Regions from separate parts of the Mus musculus genome. Here region 2 is linked to region 1. The links are chromatin contacts, called in public HiChIP or PLAC-seq maps. All regions are on one chromosome and are shown on one strand. Each heading gives the region's core, a stretch centred on a gene start, on an enhancer-like site or on the middle of the called end of the contact. The rest is flanking DNA. Distances are from core to core; before and after follow the strand shown. Region 1 has its middle 52 kb from the start of Gm31693. Region 2 has its middle 23 kb from the start of Gm31813.

Region 1 (7,288 bases), core at 3,270-5,769:
CCCCCGAAAACAAAACAAAACAAAACCAAAAGACTCTCCTCAGCCAGACGTGGTGGCACACGCCTTTAATCCCAGCACTTGGGAGGCAGAGGCAGGTGGATTTCTAAATTCGAGGTCAGCTTAGTCTACAGAGTGAGTTCCAGGACAGCCATGTCTTGTTACATCATTACTTTCATTTTAATCTCTCTTCTGCTTCATCAATATAGTGGACCAATGCAATACTTTGTAGAACAGACAGGTGATCAAGATCTTATCAAACTATGACTTACTAGTAATACATGTGCACATCAGAGGATGGGAAATATTTTTTTTTTTTTTTTTTGATTCAAGAGTCTTGTACCTCAGTGAAGTTCTGAGGAGTTCAGTGTTGTTCAGCTGCTGCTGCTGCTGAGGGCCAGATTTGCTAACATCAGAGACTACCATTGAATCCCAGATATGGTACCATTCCTCATGATGACCAGACAACCAACTAGTGACAGATGGACTGTAGTAAGCCATTTCCTTCATGGAAAAGACAATTCTTTGTCCTTATAGAAGTAGATAATTATTCTGGCTATGGATTTGCCTTTCCTGCTGGTTCTGCCAAAATTGTTATGAATGAACTTACAAAATGCCGTATTCACCATAATGGTACATACACCGTATTGCTTCTGACCAAAGAACTCTCTTCACAGTCAAAGAAGTACAACAGTGGGCACATAATCATGGAATCCACTGGCTTTTCTATTTCCCCCCACCACTCTGAAGCAGCTGGCTTGATTAAAAATGTAGTAGCCTTTTGAATTCACAGTTACAGAGCCAAATAGGGAACAGCATCCTCAAAGACTAGAGTAGGGTCTTCCAGAAGGCAGTATATGCTTTGAATCAGCGTGTAATAGATAGTATTTTTTTTCCTGTAGCCAGGATCCATAGGTCCAGAAATCAAGGGTGAAAAAGGGAATAGTTTCACTCATTATCAGGCCTAGCAACCCACTAATTTTTTTTCTTTTTTTGCTTCCTATTTCCACTACCTTAATTTCTACTAGCCTAGAAGTTTTGCTTTTAGAGGTAGAAGCACTCCTGCTAGGGATACAACAAACAGTCCATAAAACTGGAAGCTCAGACTTACCCATGGTCACTTTGGGCTTCTGATGACCTTAAGCCACCAGGCTGAAACAGGAATAAGAGCATTAGAAGGGTGACAGATATAGATTACAGTGCAGAAGTGAGATCGATTCTCTGTAACCGAGCTAAGGAAGATTATGTTGCAATGGAGATAGAAAAGATTATGTCTGAAGATCAGGAGATCATGTGGGGTACCTCTTGGTGCTCCCATGTCTTGTGATTAAAGTCAATGGGAAATTATAACAATATAATCCAGAATAACAAAGGATAACAAAAGGGCACAGACCCATCAAAATGAACTATGTCAGGAAAAAAGGACCTTGCTTGCTAAGAGTGAAGGAAATGCAGAATGGATATTTCTTTAGAAATACAGAGGAAGGTAGTTGTAAATACTGGCTAAGGATAGCTCACCAGTTTCAGAAACAAGTATTATAATCAGTGTGAGTGTTTCTATTGTACTTTGTTAAGAATGTTTATACAGATATTTGTGTTTTCAAATTTTGGTTTCTTTGTCATATAATATAACATTAAGAGACTATCAATGTTTATCAGATTTAAGTTTGAGACACTAAAAGAATGTCCCTCAAGGGACATTGCCCCCTACTCTAGAATTTATAATGTGTTTGTATTTGTATGAGGGATAGTTATGCCATGTTCATATAAGGGTATAACTATGGGCATAATTATGACTTGGTTATTGTTTTCATATGTAAATTAGGCATGGCTTAAGGAGATATGATTGGGTGCCAAGTTGACAAGGGGTGGATTTATGATGGTTATTCTTATTTGTCAATTTTTCTACATTTGGAATTAATGCCTCAGTGCCTGGGTACATTGGTGAGGGATTTTTTTTTTCTAAATTATTTGAAGGGGAAGACCCATTTGAATTTGAATCTCTTTAGGTAGAAAGATTCACCTTTAACTCAGATCTTTTGAGATAGGAAGATTCACCTTTAATCTGAGCTGCATCTCCTGCTAGCTCTCTGCCTGTTTGCTCTTGCTGTCACTGTGAAATCTATTCCTTCACTAGCATTAGAGTTACCTCTTTGAGATTCTGGCATATACTGAATGTGGGTGAAGGTGCCATTTTCCTAGTTGGTTCTTGATTGTGTTAATAAAGAAGGCAAAGCCAATCTTTGGGCAAAGAGAAAAATGTGGGATTTCCGGGTCTCAGAAGGAAGAGGAGAGGGCAAGAGGGGGTGGGGGTGGGGGGGGCTTTTTGACCAGGCTTTGGAGAGAGAAGCATGAACCATGTAAGGCCTGGGAGGTAATTAGAACTGGTGGTGGCCTCCACCGCTAGTGGAATTCTGATATAAGATAGCTGATGAGTTTAGAGAAATAGATTCTTAGCTCTGACTGTCTAGTTTTAAAATATTAAGGCTGTCTGATGTTAACCTCTGCAGCTAAGGTGGGCAGGAGGAGAAAGAGGGCAGCTGGAGGAATGGGCATGAAGGAACAGGCAGCATTCTTGGGACAAACATGAGCTGGCAGCTTGGCAGAGCTAAGTGAGCCTGGAGTGGCTTGGTAAAGCTAGCTGTGGAGGCTAAGTGAGACAGCCTTTAGTGGAAGCTGATCTTTGAGCATAGCTTGGAGCATGGTTTTATAAAACTACATGCAACAACTGAAGATCAGCTAAAACATCAGCCTTGTGGACTGAATGAACATCTATGGGATTCTTGAGCACTCCATTGATCTCACCAATCTTATCCACACATTGTTGGAGTAGCTGAACCTGTTAGTCATTGTAGTAAATCCTCATTTATGTATTTTATCTCCATATAATATATCCCTCTATGTAGCAGGAACGGTAGGGTCACCTCTATGTAAGCACTGGAGGCTGTGCAGCTGCAAAAGCATCTCCTCCTGGAGGACCTAATTGAGGACTGTCTAAGAGACGAAGCATTCCTGGTGCAAACAATGCCAGCCAATCAGGAATTGCTGTTTAGAAGAGATGCTTTCTTGGAACCAATGGGGGTGAGGGTGAAGGGTATTAAAGGGGCTTGCAGCAGTGTTCAGATGAACTTGCTGTGGCGTTTCTCACCTGCTCCTGGAATCTGTGTCGTTGACTTTGCACCATCTTACCCCTAACCAACAAGAGCAGTTAGTGTTTGGCAGAAAGTGTCCAGGACACGGCAATACCTTTATATATTAAATATATGATATAATATATTAACATATGTTAAATACCCATATATCAGATACATATAAACATGTACACCCACATGCACACACATATATATATATATATATATATACATATATATATATATATATATATATATATATATATTATTGTATATGTATATAATGTATAATGTATGGGCGTTTAGTGATGAACAGAATAAGTTAGAGAACACTGACTAATATAGAACTCTAGAGAATAGGGAAATAATTAGGTCCAGGAAGGTAGAAGGTCTGGTCCAGATGATGGGCACTCCAGGGAAGGCAAATCTTGTATCAGGGAGAAATGAGGAGGAAGGAGGACATGAAACAAGCTTGTGTTGAATCCTTGAAAACCAGTATCTTGGGAATGAAAGAGCAAGTGCTTTCTGAAAGCAACAAATTGAACCACTTCTGGGGACACAGCAGAATTCTTCAGAGAGGCTTGGGGTTAGGTGGTCAGAACTGTTCCCATTGAGAGAATTTTCTTGACATGTTTTTTACAGATTTTAGTGTCAGCGTTATAGTTACTTCATGTGCCTTGGTTATTTTCAGAATACAATTCTGTAAACTCCATGAGGCCAAAGGTCAAGTTTGTCTATTTCCAAAGCTCCTAGTCTGGCAGAAAGAAAGACTGTCTAAAGAGACACTGTCTTTACAGCTGAATATCATACTTGAAAAATGAACTCCAAAGAAATTCGCATTTCCCCAGGTATCTCATTCATGCTATAAGAAGGAACCCATGTTGTACATTGATTGTGATCAGCCCCCACCCTGATCTATTCCTCCAAACATGACCATCAGGATTAATAATTCCAGGGAGTTGCTCTGCTGAGGAAAGTGAGGAGAACCAGGCTGTTGTGAGGAAACTTTACCCACCTATTCCAGTTCATATGCTAGTTGGAAAGCTATTCCTCAATGGCAAATATTTGTCACACTTGTTATCAGCAATTAGTTTTGCATAATAGAACTTTTAAGGAATCTCAAAAGTTATCCCGGTCCTGTCCTTTATGAATGTTGAGCCATGTGTTTCAGAAGCGAGAGCACAGCTGCTCTTGCTCAGAATAGCCCTAAATAGCTGGATCACTACACACTTCTCCCGGTGTTAGATGTACTCAGATTTCTCAATGGAAGCCAGGAAGTGACAGATTTTACGTAGTTGTTTCCTTGGTAGTCAGCAACTTTTCTCTTCTATAATTTGTACTCATCTCGATTTACCTGAACTTTCACAGGCTGCATTTCCTGGACCGCCGCTGTCTTTATCATTTCCCAGTTTCGACACAGGTCTGATAAACAGTCTCAGAGTCTGTGTGCAGAGCAGGATAAGGTTATTTTAGTCTGCAGGTGCCATTTCAAATGTTTGAAATGGATAAATACAAGACTATCAGACATCTGTGCCAGAGACCCTGTTTAAAAGAGACTCAACTAAATGAAACATTGGACTACATAAGCAGAAACCTATCTTTTCTATTTTTTCAAAAATATTTATTTATAAAAAATACAATGATATAAGTTTATGCTGAGAAATGCAGCAATAAATACACTTGAAGGAAACAGAGCAACTCAACAGTGATACATTGTTACAAATGAAGTCTGCAGGCACACCACCCAAACCTACATGTCTGAGACCATTTTTGCATACACACCTTTAGAAGTGCAACTTGGAAATGGTCTTGTCAGCTTACGGAAGAGAATGAGTACACATATAATCACAGACACACACTGATTGTGACTTCATTTAAAATGTAGCAGACAATACTACAGAAAAACATCAGTGTGTCAGGTTCTAAACTCTGCATCTTAGATTTGGCTAGCAAAGACCACATTTAGCAAACCAAGATTTTAGTCTTCTGTGTACATGACAGATACAGACAAAACTGTAAAACATAAACATAGTTTCTTATTGTTTGAAATATTAGCTTAAGTATACGATTGTAAAATAACACATAGATCTTCAAAGAACTGTCTGCCCTTTCATAGCATCCCCTTACCTCATAGACAAGATATTGATTATGCTATGGGATTTAACTGCTCCAGACTAAAATGCAACTATTTATGGAGGAGGATGAAAAGGAATATATGTAAGGCATTTTTTAAAGGTATAATAAGCATAGTAGTGTTTTAGGTACACAAGAAAAGAATTGCCCAAGGCTAGGTTGGGTCTCACTGGATAAAAACAATGGACTTAAATACTGCCCTTCTGTGTGTTACTCTAATAATCAATGCCCTGGTCATTGTTTGAGGATAGTTATCCAGGTACTCACCATGATATTCATAGGGATACTTTGCCTGATAATCACTACCATTTATCTCCAACCCATTTGTTCCTGTGCCCTGGATTTCATGGTGAATGACAGGTTTTGTGGGGAAGGCACAGAAGTTGGGGTCATACAGTTGTCACCCAAGCCCATACATGCTTATTCCTTTTGGGGAAGCAACTTTGTTGGTATCTGTCTGTAGAGAAATGGTTGAGTTATCCACTGGCTATAATGTTAGCTTCTTGTTGTAGATGTCTCTTCTAGTACCTGGTGCTAGCATCCAGAACACTTGTTGCTTGTCATTTGTAAATAATCACATTTTAGACAGTCTTTAATTTCCCTTCATCAAAAATGTCTTGTTTTGTTTTTCTGCAATTGTGATGCCAGTGCCAATGGGTGTATGGAATCCTTTTGTTTACACCAGACCTTCTAGAGCCACTAGTGTAGTCTGAACCTGGATCAAAAACTCCATTTTCTTCAAATATGTCATGGGACTTCATACCATAAGCCTGCATAGTTTTAATAAAGTTGCAGATACTCTCCAACTAAGGCCAGTTTAGTAAGGATTTGTTGACTTTACAGAGCCTGGCCTTTTGTTGTTGTTGTTTCAGGCAAGGCTGGAAGCTTGTGCAAATGCCCAGGATTGTCATCTCTTCTATCCAGGTGAGCAGATATCACCCTGATGATCACACTTGTTATGCAATCTTGTTCTTGACCTCGGCAGAGAGTTGGTAGGAAGGACTCTTGTTGAAGTGTTGTCATGATGGTTATGACTTGTGGTAATGTTCCCTCTCATCCACAGATGAAAGACACACACCTAGGTAACCTGGAATCCACTGATGAAACACACACACACACACACACACACGCTTATTTTTATATACTTTTTGGCTCAAAGTACGAACGTTTTTAAGCCTCCTGCAGCTAATGTGCCCGTATCTTCACTCCCAGCTCAACATCTCTAATTCTGCCCTCAGCTTATTTGTGTTTCTAATCTCCTACCTGCTACCCCAGTCCCAGTCAGGGAAGCAGCCGATGGCCACTCCACTTGAGATCTCACATGGCTGGTGGCTTCTCCAAAGCATGGTCCTTTTCCTCCTTCTTTTTCTGCTAGCCTGCTTTCAAGGAAATTGGAAGTCCTGCCTCTTCCTCCCAGCCATTTGCCTCTAAAATCTTTATTAATTGATCAAGAACCAATTGGGGAACAGGACCTTCATCATTCATTGCCGATCAAAGCATCAGACATTCCCCCTACAACTTGATGCTCTGTTTTATCCAAAGGGCTATGTGGATTGGTTGCTTATTACTTGGGCTATTTGTTGATCTGAAAATCAGGGTTAATTCAGAATTTTGATTTAAAAGTATGGGTCAGTAATACTGGGTATGGTCTATCTTTATGTCCCCAATTTCTGATATACATTGGACTTCATTCCCCATACAGTAGTGTTGGGAAATTTGACATCTGAAACTTAATGAGGTCACAATGAAACATGGACTTCAGCCCTTGGAAGAGAGGCCTGAGGGAGTTTGTTCACACTTTCTACTAAGTAAAGAAATTGATTGTCATTAATGATGAACAGGTTATCAATAGACACCAAATCTGTAATCACTTGGAACTTGAACTTGCCAGTCTCTAGCACTGTGAGAAGTGAATATATGTTGTTTATGAAGGGTGTATTTCGATTATTTTGTAATAGCAGCCTGAGTCCACTGACATAAATGACAACTGTCTGAGGCCTTAAATGAATAGGAGTTAACTGGTAGGA
Region 2 (7,288 bases), core at 2,821-5,320, 340 kb before region 1:
CATTCCCAGTCCTAGAAATAACACTTTGATAATAGAAATAAAGAGATGTTAAGTGCACACCAAAGTCTTCGAGTGTGCATATGAAGTGACTCTAATTTCACGAGCCCTGCCAGGAGACAAGACCAGCTCCAGTGAAATTCTACTTGTGGGCCTCTTAAGCGAATTAAGAAGCTCTGTTAGGTTGAGGAGGATGATGACTCATGCCTGTAATCCTGGCACTTTAGGAGACTGAGGCAGGGGGATATTTATAGCTAAGCAAGGGGTTACATAGGAAGACCATGTTTCAAAAAACCAAAACCAAAGCCCTAACAAACAAACTAAAAGAAATGGGGAGTTCCCAGTTGAGACTTTATTAGGGCCAAGATTTCTCAAAGTATATTTTACGGTCTACTGGGCTCACCAAATGCCTTTAATGGATCAACCTGGGTTACATGCTAACGACTTTGTGGAGAGTCACAAAACATGAAATGTTCAAGTCTCTGAGAATTCCTCTAGTAAAAAACAACGGCATCTATTTGTCTCAATGTTAACCACGTAAACTTGGCCCTTTAAAAAATTACATGTGGGTTTTTTTTTCATTTTGTGTGTATGTGCAAGTCATAAGGCAACTTTGTGGAATCATTTATTTCCTCCCCTCTACATGGGCACCAAATGAACTCAAGCTCAGCTTGTCAGGTTTTCGTGATAAGTAACTTTACACCCTGAACCACCCCTCTCCCCTCTTCAATGGGCTAGTTTTACATGCAACTTTTTTTTTTCTTTTTAGCACTTATGCCTCAGAGTTAGTATTGAGGGGAGTATACAAAAGGACCCTTCTGTACTATGTTAGACCAATGACCTGAAGTTACTATTCCCTCACCACCCGAACCCCATACTCTGACTTTTCCCCTAGTAAATAAAATGATAATTGCTGGACAGTGAAACCAAGCAAAATTACATAAACATACCAAGCTATAGGAGACATTTCCTGCTAAAGATTCCTTAAGTTTGGCCATCTAGCTTTTCCTGCATGCACACCCATCCAACAAGTAAGTTTCCTCTGAGAAATGCCTGCAGCATCAATAGCAGCCAATCAGAATCTCTAAGGAATGTGACTTAGTCAGTTGCTAGACTGAGCTGATTTCATTCAAGCCTCAAAGCAAAGAAATATAATACTACAATTAATTTGAGTTAATGAGGTAGATACAATTGCCTTTAGAAGTTTGTCTTGCTGATTCTAAACACCTGTGAGGACAGGCATTAAATATACATGAGACATATAAACAGTTCATTAAATGCTGTTAGTCTGTTTCTGTAGCACGTGTTGATTTTCTTTATTAACATGCACTAACAAGCTTGATCATGACATTTTCTTACACGTATACAACACACATGCACACGTTGCTTTGTACTCAAGATCCCATGAATCTAAGGATTAATTTATATTATCTGAGACCCTTGGGAACCAGCGATAGAGATAATGTATTGTGAAGAGAATGGATATGTAGCTTAGTTGGTTGAGTGTTTGTCTGCATAGCGTGCAACCCTGGCTTCAGTGCCAGCATTGTAGGAAGTGGTGTTGTATGCCTGTAATTCCAACTCTTGTAAGGTAGAGGTAAGAAGGCCATGCCATCCTCAGCCTCACAGTAAGTTTGAGCCTCACAGTAAGTTTGAGGCCAGACTTGGAATATATGAGACTCAGTCTTGGAATATTTTTTATAAAAATAAGAAAATGATAAAGCATGACAAATCTGTTAGTCTTTAAGGAATCATTTTTACTCCTAGTTAAAGATGTCTACAGAATCATAGCTATGAATTTCACTTTACAAATGACAAATTTTATGTTAATGATCTCATTTAACTCTCTGCACATAATCTAAGCACCAAAGAATGCCTCATAATATAATTTCCAGGATTTGCCTCCCTCTCTCCTCCTGTTTTCTCAGGTGTTAGAAACCTATTACTAACCAACCTATATAGAGATGGCATTTATTGGACGGACACTGCAGACATGCACACTTTGTTTTACTGTATAGACTTCCAGGAAGCACTGACAAATGAGATCCAGGAAGAGCCAAGATGTCACTGGGCCTTGAATGCTGACCGTTGAGAATGGGAGGGTTGTCTGTATTCTCCTTCTGCTCTTCTTTCTGTGTTGGCTGAGTCCCTCACTGGCTTGGTCTAAGTAGAAGAAGAGATGTTTACCAGAAATACATGATTCCATGGAACGGATGAGAACATTTGAGAACAGATTTCAACTCGGACTTCCTGGCACGGCTATGGGCTGTGAAGAAGAGTGATGGTCTGTGGCTGTCTCCACAGGTGCCATGGATCAGGGCCTTCACATGTGGGTGGGAAGTGTGCTTATCATCATAGTGAAGGTGCAGCCTGGGAGAGTAAGAAACTGAATACTGGAAACAAGCTAGGTGTGTACTCCTGCTGATGTGTGCTCCACATAGTGCCTCAGGGTCTACATGTTCTGTCGATTATATCATTCTATCAAAGGAGTCCTCAAGACACCATGCATGACTATATACCCATTCACAGTGAGATGAGGATCGCTATTAGTGGAAACCCCTTGTGAGTGTTGCTTTTCAAGGTAGCTAAATCTTCTTTAGTTCAATCTAAAATAATGAAAGCCCTGCTTTATTCAGGCCTAAGGTACATACACATGGCAGAAACATGTTCTCCTCACTTCCTGGGTTAAAGGTGAGACTGCTGAGGGAAGAGCAATGAGGAAACAACTCATGACCACAGAAAGGGGTGTCAGTCAAGACTGTTTCCTTATGTAACAGTGGATAGTGAGATAACGGCTCAGGGTTTGCGTTAGACTTTAAACTCCAACGGACGAAGCTGTTGCCTCCCACGGCGTCTCTGTGTGCAGATGTCACAACCACCCTCCCTGGAGGAAAGGAACATGAGAGAAGATTTGGGGAAGAAAAGCCACAGCTCAAGGAACTGAAAAGGAGTTGTTGCCTTCCAGGCAAGTGTGTAGGCTAGGGAAGGCCCCGAGCAGAGCATGCTGTGTGTGTTAGGAGCCTGACGACTTGGACCATGTGAATTTTCTCATTTCTTGTTACTTCTAATGCTATTGATCAACTGTGTGAAGGGAACTTTCTCTGCACCTTCTGCTTTCACAGTAAGAGCCCAATATTCATGTCTGGTTTTGGTAGTGAGTCTAGACTAACAGTGAGATGGGTAAGGGAAAGAGAAAACCTCCCCCCCCCCTCCCCTTTGTGGTTAATGGTGTCAGAGGCTGTAGGAGACTGGCAGGTGTTTAGAAACCAGCGTGAGTCATTCTGCATCTCAACTTGGCTGGGCTATGGGGCTGCATATTCAGTCAAGCATTATTTTAGATGTTTCTGTAACATCTTTGGGTGAGATTAACATGAAAACCAATGGATTCTTTGTGCAGCAAGAATACTTTTTATGACATGGTGGGTTCCGTCTAGTCAGCTGAAGGTCTTACTAAAGACTGATGCTGACCCGAGAAGTTTAGATTTAGTAAGGCCCCATAATCACGTGCATTAGTTCCTGAGGAGATACTTACTCCTCTAACCCTCATCTGTAGGAGGTTCAGCTCGCTAACTTGGAAGCTCTTTCTACAGTCAACCATAATGTAGAGATTGTTCCAGCAAGAGTTCTGAAATCAGGAAAAATACAACAACAACAAATTTAAATGCCCAAATATCAGAGGCTATTTATTTTATTCAGTCCTTTCCCTTGTTTTAAATCAGGGTCTCAAGTTGTCTGGTTTCCTTTGATATTTCTATATAGTTTAGGATGACCTTGCAGATATGTGCCACCACAATCCCTTTACACAGTGCTGGGGATTGATCCTAGGTCTTTGTGCTCATTCGACAAGTACTCTGCCAACTGACATACATCCCTCAGCCCTCATCATCAGCTTTTGACACAGAATTTTTGGCAGGGTACCTGTTGGCTTGGTACAGAATGTGTCTGTCCCCTGAGCCAACATCTTCTTAAAATGGCAGACGAAAATAAACCCAGCTGAGTTGGAGATAGTCATCCTGGCAACCACACATCTACTTTTTCCTGGAACATCAACTCTTAGGCAAGGACTATTTGCCTCTGTGCTAACTCAGGACCAGGACCAAGTCCTAGAGAACACCCCGTACCTCTGATGACTCTGAGAATGGACTCTGCCAGTGTAAGTGACTGGACTTGGCTTGGAACTCAGTGTTTTCTCAATTGCAGATCTTCACAAAGCTTGTGTTAATTGTTCTCCTACAACAGATAAGCCTAAGGTGTCCTGTTTAAGGAAATGTTCCTCTTTGAAAAAACTGCCTGTACTATAAACCCCTCCCTGAGGGGAGGACGAGAAATGTGCCCAGCTCCAAGATGTGGCCAGACAGCATTGTACAGCCTGGTAACTCTAGTCAGCCCCACCTTCAAGGATCCAAGTTCAGCAGAGGTGAAGAGTGCTTTCGTTCTGGTCACTCATTCACCAGGGGAAGCTGGACACCATCCGGTGAACCTGGTCTTGTGAAATCAGACAACCTAATTGCCCTTTACAGCTTGGTAAATGATATACTCCAACTGTGAGGGCTAAAGTTATATTTTAAGTTTTAATTCCTGTGCTGAAGGGATCTATAAAACAAAAATGTCTCTAACCTATAATGCAGATAACTTTCTCTGCCCACGGACAGATAACTTCCTGGATTCTGGGGGCTACTATTCATGCAAGATAACAAGCCATGAAAATGTTTTCACTTCTGTAAACAAGGTTGGTTGCTTCAACTTCTCAGGATGTCCTTAATCACATGGACCAGGAAGTACATAGGCAGGATGTATGCTTACCCCCAAGGCAGCAAATACACAGCCTTGTAGGTTGTGCCTTTATAATCACCAGATTAGCACAGTGTGAGGCCGTTTTCTGGGAATCCTGAGTATGGATCTGGGTAGAGTCCATAGTCTTGGCCAGCATTTAATAAAACTTACTTTAATTTTGGCTCAAAAATTGGGATAATGGTCCTATTCTCTCCCAGTAGGATCAACAGTAGGGCTCATAAAAGTTAATCCAGACCCAGGCTTCCAAGCTGATACCCTGGGTGATGAGCAGAGTGTCTAGTTGTCTAGCTGTGGATAGGACAAAAACCCTCAGAGGTTTCTACACCACTCTTGGAATCTTTGGAGAGGCCTTATATGCTGCCTCAGTAACTTAAGTGCTGGGACGGGGCATATAACTCAGTTGTAGAGTGCTTGCTTTGCATTCACGAAGCGCTGGCATCTGTCTCGGCACCATGTAAGTAAGGAACTGTAACACATTCTTGTGATCCTCTAATTTTGGAGGTAGAGGAAGAAGAATCAGTGTTCTTGGTTCTCCTCAACTATGTAATTAGAAGGGTCATCTAGGCCTAGGTAATACTCACTAAACTAAAAACCAAGGCAAATAACAACAACGAAAACCAACACAGATTCCATACACATCGGAAAAGCAGACTCTGGAGAGATTTCTAGAATGTTCTCCAATTTGGTTCATTCTCCAGGTTTTTGTTCTGTTTTGTTTTGTTTTTTACTTTCCAACTAATGAAACTATTTTATGTTGACAGCTAAAGTGGTTGGCTTTAGTGATTTTTTTTTTATTTCTTTTGGGTTGTTGAGCTTTGATCTTCCTCTTGGGGTATGACTTACAGTGGGCAGTGGCACCGTACTCTCAGTTTGTGGTCAGCCTGGGATCACAAATGTGAGCAACCAATACTCTCCAGCATGGTTGCTTAGCTGGTTTGTCCAGTAGGTGATGGGTGTTAAGTGATATTTTCATCTACTGAGGGGCTTATCAGGATATGATCTCATTGTGGTTGAGTAGCATCGTTAATTGTTTTGAAAACACTATTAACTATGGATTCCTTAAGACTTAATCTGTGTCAATTTATTTACATATGTTGCCTGTTTAAATCTTAACACATTTCACATCCAGTAGTCTTATTCCCCTAGAATCAGCAAAAAAGCAATGGTGTTACATAGCCACAATACCAGAATCATTATTCACTCTCTGTCGTGTGTGTGTGTGTGTGTGTGTGTGTCCTTATGCAGAGGCCAGAGAAGAGTATAGTATGTCTTTCTCTGATGGTTTCAGTTCCTTGAGACACTGTCTCCCACTGAACCAGAAGATTAGCATTTAGTTGGAGTTGCCTGGCCAATGAACTTTCAGAATCTGCCTGTCTCTACCGTGCAAAGCTGAGGGTATACAAGAGAGCAGCCAGCCATGCCTGGCTTTTTACTTGCATGTTGGAGATTTGATCTCAGGTTTTCATTCTTGCAAAGCAGGAGCTCTTAGCCATTGGGCCTCTTGAGAGGCATTATTTAAAATCAGGAGTACCTGCTACCACTACTCACATGTTGGAATCCTGCTCCCTGAAAGGCAGTGTCTGGGTCATTTCCCTGGTTTACCTTGAAGGTAAACTGCAGCCAGGGCAGTTTTACCAGGGGAAAGTAGGAGTGGGTGGAAGGTCCACTTTTTTTTCCTTGGAAAGATTCTGCAGCTCTGTATGGAAATCAAGAATGCAGGAAATAAGAATAACTGAATTTTGAGTCATCTTTGGTAAGCACTGTGTCAAATTTTAAATGGCAAGAAGCTAGCTGGGGAAGAACACAGTATTTTTAGAAGCTGAAATTTATTTTAACCAAACAAGTTAAAGAGCATGTGTTACATCTCCACTCCTGCTAGGATCTTTCAGATGACTCCTGCTGTGTTTTAAGAAAGAAACTGCTTAATGAAACTTACTATTTTGTAGGGTAACTAAAAAGGTTAATAATGGGGAAAAAAGGAAAGCTGTTCCTTCCATTAAGAACTGCAAAGTTGTTTTATTTTGCTTAACATTTCTTTATTCAGTGTGTGTTTGGAACAGCAGGGGGTGGGGAGGCTCTTGTTGGCTGGAGCACCTGAGCAGAGGTCAAGGGACCTCTGCTGCCTCTTTCTGCCACGTGGGCTCTGGGTATTGGAAGCGCTGTTGTACAACAAATCACCTTGCCAGCCTTGCTTGGATGTTTTTGAAAGTCACCCAAATTCTTTAGTCAAGTAGTAATGAGAAAATAAGCTTCATTTATTATTTACTTAGAATGGAATCACCAGAAATTGCATAGTTACTGCTGACTTGAATCTTTCCAGCTAGATATTTAAATAGATGGACTATATAAAAATGGTATTATGATACAAATGTTCTGCCACAGTTGATAGAATACTTGCCTGGCACATACAAAGGTCTGTGTTTGATCTTCAGCACTACGTATACCACACATGGTGTGCATGCCTGTAATCCTAGCACTCTGAAGGTTCACACAGGAA

Evidence for each region. HiChIP or PLAC-seq counts read pairs in DNA pulled down with a chosen protein or histone mark.
Region 2: a contact with region 1 is called in an H3K27ac HiChIP or PLAC-seq map of hepatocytes, with 3 times the contacts expected there. The contact joins two enhancer-like sites. A contact is called at or near these places in 2 of 484 Hi-C or Micro-C datasets (both in liver) and 1 of 115 datasets of contacts at active chromatin or transcription factors (hepatocytes).

What each region holds. Positions count from the first base shown.
Region 1 is chr3:21,647,377-21,654,664 of GRCm38.p6, reverse strand. It overlaps the pseudogene Gm17935. Among named protein-coding and RNA genes, the nearest start is that of Gm31693, 52 kb to the left of the region's middle. Within about 2 kb of position 4,519, at least 4 of the 459 cell types and tissues checked have an H3K27ac peak or open chromatin away from gene starts, as enhancers often do. A contact at or near this core is called in hepatocytes and liver, where this site is marked.
Region 2 is chr3:21,983,818-21,991,105 of GRCm38.p6, reverse strand. No RefSeq gene overlaps it. Among named protein-coding and RNA genes, the nearest start is that of Gm31813, 23 kb to the right of the region's middle. Within about 2 kb of position 4,070, at least 164 of the 459 cell types and tissues checked have an H3K27ac peak or open chromatin away from gene starts, as enhancers often do. A contact at or near this core is called in hepatocytes and liver, where this site is marked.